Regions from separate parts of the Mus musculus genome. Here region 1 is linked to region 2. The links are chromatin contacts, called in public Hi-C maps. All regions are on one chromosome and are shown on one strand. Each heading gives the region's core, a stretch centred on a gene start, on an enhancer-like site or on the middle of the called end of the contact. The rest is flanking DNA. Distances are from core to core; before and after follow the strand shown.

Region 1 (4,535 bases), core at 425-2,924, 260 kb before region 2:
GAGGAAGACATCGAGCTTAGCTTAAGTGGAACCACCATCTTCTTTGATCTGAGGGTTAGAAGCAGATCGTGTGTGACTGCCCCGTGGGAGTGGAGGTGGCTGTCTGCAGGACGGGGCTGGGCTCCTCCCCCATGATGGTGCCACGCTGGGTTCTCTTCTTGTCCTTCGGCATACTGCTCTCTGTCCTCAAGTCTGTGTTGTCATATTTCTTACATCTCTTAATGGCATTTATTTATTTAGTGTGTGTATGTTGGGGGGGGAGGGGGAGTGTGTGTAGAGGTCAGAGGACGGATTGTATGAGTTGGGTCTCTTCTTCCATATGTGGGTACTAGAGACAAAACTCAGGTTGTCAGGTTTGGTGGCAAGACCCTTTACCTGCTGAACCCGACCTCTCTCTCTCTCTCTCTCTCTCTCTCTCTCTCTCTCTCTCTCTCTCCCTCTCCCTCTCCCTCTCCCTCTCCCTCTCTCTCTCCCTCTCCCCTTTCTCATGCCATGTGTATGCCATATATGTGCAGGTGCCCACAGGGGCCAGAAGATAGCATCGGATCCACTGGGTCTGGCTTTACGGGCAGCTGTAAGCAGCCTACTGTGAGCAGGGAACTAAACTTGGATCCCCTGGAAGAGCAGCAAATGCCCGTAACCACTAAGCCATCTCTTCAGCCCCGTTCTCCCCGGTTCTCCCTGATCTACTTTTCTTCTGGTGCCTAGCCATGAGATCCCTGCTTGTGGGTAGCTGAGGCTCCCAGCAGTGTAACTCAGCTGTTTCCCGACTGCACCCTGTCTACCTGGTGACACACAGCTCAAGGGTAACAGGTGGCAGAACCTTCAAGTTCTGTCTGAACATTGAGAGGCTCATCCCAGCACTGTAGAAACAGCTCAGCTAGACATGATGCATGAGGCTGATATTAGGGTCTGATCTATTAGGCTCTCTGTGCAGAAAAAAAAAAAAAACAAAAACCTTGCTATTTAAACAGATTACCCATATTATAGATTAGGAAGTTGACACCCAGAGAGGTTGAGTCGCTTTCCCAGAATTGCACAGCTAGGCAATGAAGGGCTAGGATGAAGACAAAGGCATCTGGATGCAGCAGAAAGAGAGGAGTCATTTTGCTGACAATGTCTGCTTAATCTATTGTGTGCCCTTAAGTACCCCAGCCTTTGCTCTCTTCCAAGGCTTGTCTTCCTCCCCACCCCCACCCCCACTCCACCCCTCACTGCATTTTCTTTTATTTTTTATTGGTTATTTACATCTTTTTCCCCAATTTTTTATTAGGTATTTTCTTCATTTACATTTCAAATGCTATCCCGAAAGTCCCCTATAGCCCCCCCCCCCCCCCGCACCTGCATTTTCTGATCTACTATTGCTAACAGATATATCAGAGGGGCCTGGCCCTTCTTAACAGCAATGTCAGGCTTTTTTTTTTTTTTTCCCTCCAGAGCTGTGACCTTGGGAGAACACTATCCTTTCCTGACCTTGGTGTCCCTTGTGATTTCATAAGGACTATAGGGGAATTTTAATAGAATTGCTAATGGATGGGCTTTCAGGGTAGAGAATTTAATAACCATAGAGCAAAGGCCTTGGGATGTCTGTCGGCAAGGGCAAGAGAGCTTGGACATCTGGGTTTAAGGGATATTGTCCAGTGTCTGCCCCAAGAACACCATGAAGTGTGGTAGATGGCCAGAAGGGGGCACTCTTCCCTTACCACTCAGCCTATCCTCAGTGTGGTGCCTGCCCCAACCAGGAAGAACTGGAAGCACAAATTGGGGCTTCTTTCTCTTTGAACCTCAGTGCCCCAGCCTGGTCTGGCTGTTAAAGCCTCAGCCCTGACCCTGGGAAGATCTGGTGCCCGACCCCGAGAAGCCTATGCAGCAGATGGCCTGTAACATGGGACATCACACAGGGTGACTGGATTTACCCTGTCTCATCTGCTTAGCAGGTGTCAAATAGGAAGCTCAGCTTGCTTCTGCAGGGCTTGGCTCCCCCTCCCCCCTCTATGGTTGTCTTTTATCCTGCAGGAGCAGGTCCTGGCATAGAAGTTTCCTAGCTTGAGCAGGACATAGTCAGGCATCTAAAACCACTCCCTCCCCTCCTGCCCAGAGCTCTCTGGAACCCTTCATATCCCATTTGTCCAGATGGTTTACCAGTACTCTCTGCCCAGCTCCTGGTATCACTGTCTTGTGACTCCTGGGGCCTCTCCTTCCTTCCCCTTCCCTCCTCTCTGCCTCCAGCATCTGCACTCTCTGCTCTAGCATCCACTGCAGGAACACGTCCCCAGGGTGGGCTCTGTGCAAACCTCAGACTGCAAAGTGGATTAATGAGAACTTACAGAGCCCCGCTTCCTCAAAGTGATGACTGTTGAGCTAGACCCAGAATCAGCATCTTTTTTGATCTAACATTTATCCAGAGTTTACTACAGGCTGGAAAATGTCAGGTGCTCTCTATCTTCACTCTCATGAGCTACAGGCAAACATACTGCAGCTTTTTTTTTTCCCCAGTTTTACACCCTACCCTGTTTCTTTGACGATGACCATGAACCAGAGAGGCAGAAATGCTTCCTTGGCTCTGAGCCTTGAATCTAGGTTGGTCACATATAAATTCCACTCTTCTCATCTTTAGCTGGTCCCCCTGGATCCCTCTGTGATGCCTCTGGTTTAGTATAGCAAAATATACAGACAGGGCAGCTCAGATCATAGGTATTCACTGCTCATCGTTTTGGAGGCTGAGAGTCCAAGCCAATGGTGGTGACCCTCTCCCCTTTTTTGTACATACGAGGGCTAATCTTGACTATCAACATATATCACAGATCTAGAATCACCATGGAAATGAACTTCTGGGTAGGGTATGCTTCTGAGGTCATTCCCAGACAGGTTTAGCCGAGGGAGGAAGGAAGACCCACCCTGAGTGCAGAAGCACTATTTCATGGGCAGGGGACCTGGAGTGAAATAAAAGAAAGGGAATGAGCTGAGCACCAGCATCCATTTCTCTCTGCTTCCTGACTGTGGGTGTGATGTGATGGCTGCCTCACGTTCCTCTACGATGGACTGTACTCTCAAACCGTGAGCCAAACGAACCTCAAGTAGCCTCTTATCAGGCATTTGGTCCCAGTAATGGGAAAAGTATGGGATACTGTACATCAAGTCTCTCTCTCTCTTTCTCCCTCCCCCTTTCCTTCTTCCCTCCCTTATATTAAGTCACTAATCCCATCCTGAGAAGCCTCAGTCCTCAGGGCTTCATGTATCCCCCCCCCCCCAATCACCTTCCTAAAGCTACAGACCCAAAATCCAGCACCTTTAGGGATGGGCAGAGGACTTCAGTATATGAGTGGGGACAGAGCATGGTGCAGTCTATACGACTGCAGTTATGTCGGGGAGGCTCAGTAGCCCCAGGTCTCACCCTCTAACTCTAGAGAGGAAAGGCACACAGATAGAGGGGAGAGAGGAATTAGGAAAATCCCCGAACCTTAATTTCTTTTCCTTCTTTCTCTGAAGCGCAGAGACTTAACAAGCTGCAACCAACTTCCCTAAATGACCAACACCCACCTACATCCCTGCCTATCGGGGCTCTAGCATTTGTATACCCTCTAAAAAGTTGTTGTCACCTGGGAAACACTCAGAACCAAGGAGCAATGGATGAGCCCAGGTCCCACTAGCCAGATGGTGGGCACACATAATTTTTCAGTGTTGGGCTCTCTGCTGTCTGCAGAGAGGTTCAATTTATAACGTTGGCATTGGAATTATACTGTCCACTTTTCTACCATTTTAGAACCTGACCCCAGGGATCAGGGGACATAGAGCCAGGTCCCTATGAGATGAGGTCACCACGGGAAGCATAGCTTGAGAGGATGACCACCAGATAGCCACATTCTCCTCTGCAGTTTCCCAGACCAGGGTGGAAACCCAAGGTTTAGCTTCAAGTCAACAGATCTGACTGCCTACCAGGAGCTAGACACTTACAAAATGCTGTTTAATCTTTTTTTTAAAAAAAGATTTATTTATTTATTTATTTATTTATTTATTATATGTAAGTATACTGTAGCTGTCTTCAGACACCTCAGAAGAGGGCATCAGATTTCATTATGGATGGTTGTGAGCCACCATATGGTTGCTGGGATTTGAACTCACGACCTTTGGAAGAGCAGTTGGTGCTCTTAACCGCTGAGCCATCTCTCCAGCCCATGTTTAATCTTTATAAACACGAGAAATAAATTAATTAGAGGTGCTGAGGCCTCTTAGGGTTTCCTTTTGCATATATGTGTGAGAGTGAATGTATGTGTGTGTGTGTGTGTACGTATGTATGTATATGTGTTTGGGTGTGTGTGTGTGACATGCATGCACATGTGTGTGTGTGTGTGTGTGTGTGTGTGTGTGTGTGTGTGTGTGTAGGCCAGAGGCCAGTCTTGGGTGTCATTCCTCGGGTGCCATCCACCTTATTTTTCCAAGATGAATTTTGTTGTATCTTGAGACAGAGTCTCCTGATTTCCTGGCTGGCCACCAACTCTCTGTACACAGCTGAAACTGATCTTGAAATCTTGATC
Region 2 (4,525 bases), core at 764-3,263:
AGGCCAGACCAAGCAATCCTCTGCTGTCTATGTATCAGCAGCCTCGGACCAGCTCCTGTATGCTCCCTGGTTGGTGGCTCAGTGTCTGAGAGATCTCAGGGTTGGGGTTAATTGAGGCTGCTGGTGTTCCTATGGGGTTGCCCTCCTCAGCTTCTTCCATCCTCCCCCTGATTCAACCACAGGGTTCTCAAATTCAGCCCAATGGTTGGGTGTAAGTATCTGCATCTGTCTCAGTCAGCTTCTTGTTGGGCCTCTCAGAGGACAGCTATGCTTGGCTCCTGTCTGTAAGCACATCATAGCATCAGTAATCGTGTCAGGCCTTGGTGCCTCCCCATGAGATGGATCCCAAGTCGGGCCTGTCATTGGACCACCTTTCCCTCAGTCTCTTCTCCATTTTTGACCCTGCAGTTCTTTCAGACAGGAACAATTCTGGATCAGAATTTTTGACGGTGGAATGGCAACCCCAACCCTCTGTTTGGTGCCCTGTCTTTCTACTGGAGGTGGACTCTACAAGTTCCCTCTCTCCACTGCTGGGCATTTCATCTAAGGTCTCTCCCATTTGAGTCCTGAAAGTCTTTCACTTCCCACATCTCCGGTACTTTCTAGAGGGCTCTCCCCCCTCCTCCCCCTCCCGAGGTTGCATATTTGCATTCATTCTGCTGGCCCTCATGGCTTCTCTCCTGTTCACCCCTTACCTTATCATGCACCCCTTTTCCTCTCACCCTCCCCTCTCCCACCTAGGTCCGTCCCTCCCTCTGCCTCCTGTGATTATTTTCTTCTCCCTCCCGAGTAGGATTGAAACATCCTCACTTGGGCCCTTCTGCTTGTTAACCTTCTTGAGTTCTGTGAATGTATCCTAGGTATTCTGTACTTTTTGGCTGATATCCACTTATCAGTGAGTATATACCATACATGTCCTTTTGGTATTGGGCTACCTCACTCAGGATGATATTTTCTAGTTCCATCCATTTGCCTGCAACATTCATGATGGCCTCTCCCGTTCTTAATAGCTAAATAGTATTCCATTGTATAAATGAACCACGTTTTCTGTATGCATTCCTTGCTCGTGGGGCGTCTGCGTTGCTTCCAGTTTCTGGCTATTATAAATAAAGCCGCGCATTTTCTAATATAGGACAAGCACCTCCTGCCTCGAAGGACAAAAGCATGAAAGTAACGACAGAGTGTAGGCCCACAGAAAGCAGTTTCTCTTCATCCATCTTGCTCTGTGTGTGTGTGTGTGTGTGTGTGTGTGTGTGTGTGTGCATGTTGTGTGTCACTATGTGAGTATGTGAGTGAATGTGTACATGTGTGTGTGTGTGCATGTAGTGTGACTGTGTAGGTACGTGAATATATGTGTGAAGGTGTACATGTGTATGAATGTGTGTTTGTGGAATGGTATGTGCATGTTTGTGAGTGTACGTGTGTGAGCGTATGTGCAGAATGTGTATATATGTATGAGTGTGTGTATCCATGGGGGCATGGGTATGAGTGTGTGTTTGTGAGTGTATTGTATGAGTGTGTGTGTGTGTGTGTGTGTGTGTGTTTGTGAATGTGTGTTTCCATGGTGTGTGTGTGTGTGTGTGTGTGTGTGTGTGTATGTGTGTGTGTGTGGTGTCCATGAAAGAGTGTTTGCACATGTTTGTTGAATGTGTGCACAGAGGTGTGTGTGTATACATGTATGCATGCCTTTAATTTCCTGCACTCCCCTTGCAACTCCCTCAGAATTCATGATAGTTACATGTTCCTTTCTGCTTTTTCCTGACATCCTAAAGGCAGGACTGAGCCCTCCTGTTTCTGGAAGTATCCCCAGGTCCTGCTTCAGAAACAGATTCCCTGTAGGTGTTCAACAGACACTTGTATGAATGGGTAGAAAATAATCCTGAAATCACATCTGACTTGAAAGTTGCTCTCAGTCTTTGAGGGGTCATAAGTTGGCCAACTCTGAAATATCCAAACTGGAAGAGGAGGGCTACCATGGCAACACACCCGTCTTACCCTTTTGTTTGTCAAGCTGGGTGGCCCTGTTCCTGCTTCCTGCCTGGCAGCGTCAGTGACCAGACTCCCCCAGGCTTTGGCCCATTTCCTTAGCTTAAATCCGGAGAAAATCAGACAGCCCCGAGCATCTGGCCCCCTCTCCTGCTAGCAGGTCCCTTCCTGAACTGTCATGTCTCCACATCATCTCCTAACCCTCCTGCCACCCTAGGGGTTCAGAGTAAGGAGGGGCATATGTGCCCAAACTGTGCTCACAGGGACCCCTGCGGCAAGTGTGCATGGTGTGTGGCATCTTTCTTCCTTCCCCTTAGCTGTCTGCAGAGACCCAAAACTCCCATTAATGGGAAACAGACCTCGTGGGCAAGTTTGAGAGAGAGGAAAGCTGACCTCTGCACTCTTTCCCTAATCAGATTAGCAGAAGATAAATTGAGGGTGACACTTCCTTCTTTATCTCTGATACCAATTCCAGTTGATTGGTATCGGCTGCCTAGATTGCTGTGTCATGAAGGAATCGGAGGCTGGGGCCCCAGCGAATCAGGACAGCGTATTGGGATCGATTGGCAATGTCTGCCGTGGGCATGGGACAGTGAATAGAGCAACTCAACTCGCGGCAGAATATCAGCCACAACACTAGGTGGACGCCCTGTTCGCTCCGAGTAATGGAAGGCCTCAACTCACAACACAAGCACACAGCTCTGCCTGAGCATGGGGAATGAGTGGGCCGGGTTTGCACAAGCGGAGAGGGGAGGAGGGGTTAGGGGCTGCTGTTAGGCAGGCTCTCCTCTCCCTGCACACTTTCATTCCTCTCCTTTTCTTTCTTGCATCCATCCGATCCTCTGAAAAACAGCCATGAGAGCGTTTGTTTACACTCCAGAGTAGCACATGAGGCATTCTAAGAGCCGAAACAAAGAGTCACGACCACTCTCCAGACTCAAACCTCTGGGTCCGAAAGGTGTTCCAACGCCTGAGTCCTAGGGCCAATGAGCTTGTAGCAGGTGCCCCATGAGCTTGCGTGGTAGAGGGCAGAGGGCATCTGTTTCCCACAAAACATCTCTGTAGCTCAAGGATACAAAGTCTACTCCATCATTAGTTTTGAAACACAAGGTTTCCATCTGTAACTTTGCCTTGTCTTGAACTTGCTATAGAGACCAGGACTCAAACTTACAGAGATCCAACTGCTTCTGCCTCCTGAATGCTTGGATTAAAGGTGTGCACATCTTTAATCCCTTTGTCTCTTTGAATCAAGGCCCCACCCCCACCCCTCGCTGGATGCTAGGGCCTGTGTCACTCCACAGAGCAGAGCATAGTGATGCAGAATTGTCTGTATCCTCCCCCCACCATCTCCCTCCACTACCAAGTACCAGGTACCTGCCACCTGGCAGAGAGCTGAGACTTGGCTAAGAGTAATCAGTCTCAGAACTGTTCATTCGCAGGACAACTGTCCCCAGCATCTGATTCTGTTTAGCCACAAAAGACATCAGCAAGGAAAACATTCTTAACAAGACCCTGAGCCATATTCTGTGAGATGTGTGTGTGTGTGTGTGTGTGTGTGTGTGTGTGTGTGTGTGTGTGTGTGTATGTATGTATGTATGTATATATGTGTATGTATGTATGTATATAGTCTTAGTCAGGGTTTCTATTCCTGTACAAACATCATGACCAAGAAGCAAGTTGGGGAGGAAAGGATTTATTCGGCTTACACTTCCATACTGCTGTTCATCACCAAGGAAGTCAGGACTGGAACTCAAGCAGGTCAGAAAGCAGGAGCTGATGCAGAGGCCATGGAGGGATGTTCCTTACTAGCTTGCTTCCCCTGGCTTGCTCAGCCTGCTCTCTTATAGAACCCAAGACTACGAGCCCAGAGATGTTCCCACCCACAAGGGGCCTTTCCCACTTGATCACTAATTGAGAAAATGTCTTATAGTTGGATCTCATGAAGGCATTTCCTCAACTGAAGCTCCTTTCTCTGTGATACTAGCCAGTACATATATATATACATATATACATACATACATATATATATACATATATACATACATACATATATACATACATACATATATATATACATACATACATACATTTCTGTAAGTGTATGGTATTTGTGAGTGTATATGTGTATGTGTGACAGTGTATGAACATGTGTGTCTATAGAGTGAGTATGTGCATGTGTTTGTAGAATGTCTGCATGGGTCTCTGTATGATTTTGAAGGGATGCCAATGGGGTGAGTGTGTGCACCTGTTTGTAGCATATGTGTGTTGGGGGGTTGCATGTATACAGGTACACATGGCTTAAGAATGAAAAGCCCACCCTTCAGGTTGTCTTATAGACTTGGGATGTTCTTCTTGGATCGTCCTGGCCCCAGCTTCCTTCAAGTCCAGGTCCAGGGCACCCCTCCACCCCCACACTCCGAGCTGGGATGCTGAAGATGACCAGCATCCTTTTCATCAAGACCTGGTTGGCACGGAGTTGGAAATGTAGCCTCAGAAGTGACAAAGGACGATGTTGAGCAGCCTAAATGTTGGAGTCGAT

What was found. Hi-C and Micro-C count contacts between places; a contact is called where the count stands out from the background.
Region 1: a Hi-C map of cerebellum shows a contact between it and region 2, with 4 times the contacts expected there. The contact joins two enhancer-like sites. A contact is called at or near these places in 4 of 15 datasets of contacts at CTCF or cohesin (embryonic stem cells and stem cell-derived epiblast-like cells), 64 of 484 Hi-C or Micro-C datasets (the AtT-20 cell line, LSK cells, Sertoli cells and 26 more) and 9 of 115 datasets of contacts at active chromatin or transcription factors (astrocytes, differentiating embryonic stem cells, embryonic basal ganglia and 4 more).

The regions. Positions count from the first base shown.
Region 1 is chr4:142,877,825-142,882,359 of GRCm38.p6, reverse strand. No RefSeq gene overlaps it. Among named protein-coding and RNA genes, the nearest start is that of Gm42341, 230 kb to the right of the region's middle. Within about 2 kb of position 1,674, at least 20 of the 459 cell types and tissues checked have an H3K27ac peak or open chromatin away from gene starts, as enhancers often do. A contact at or near this core is called in cerebellum and stem cell-derived neural stem cells, where this site is marked.
Region 2 is chr4:142,620,284-142,624,808 of GRCm38.p6, reverse strand. No RefSeq gene overlaps it. Among named protein-coding and RNA genes, the nearest start is that of Gm42342, 9.2 kb to the left of the region's middle. Within about 2 kb of position 2,013, at least 14 of the 459 cell types and tissues checked have an H3K27ac peak or open chromatin away from gene starts, as enhancers often do. A contact at or near this core is called in cerebellum and stem cell-derived neural stem cells, where this site is marked.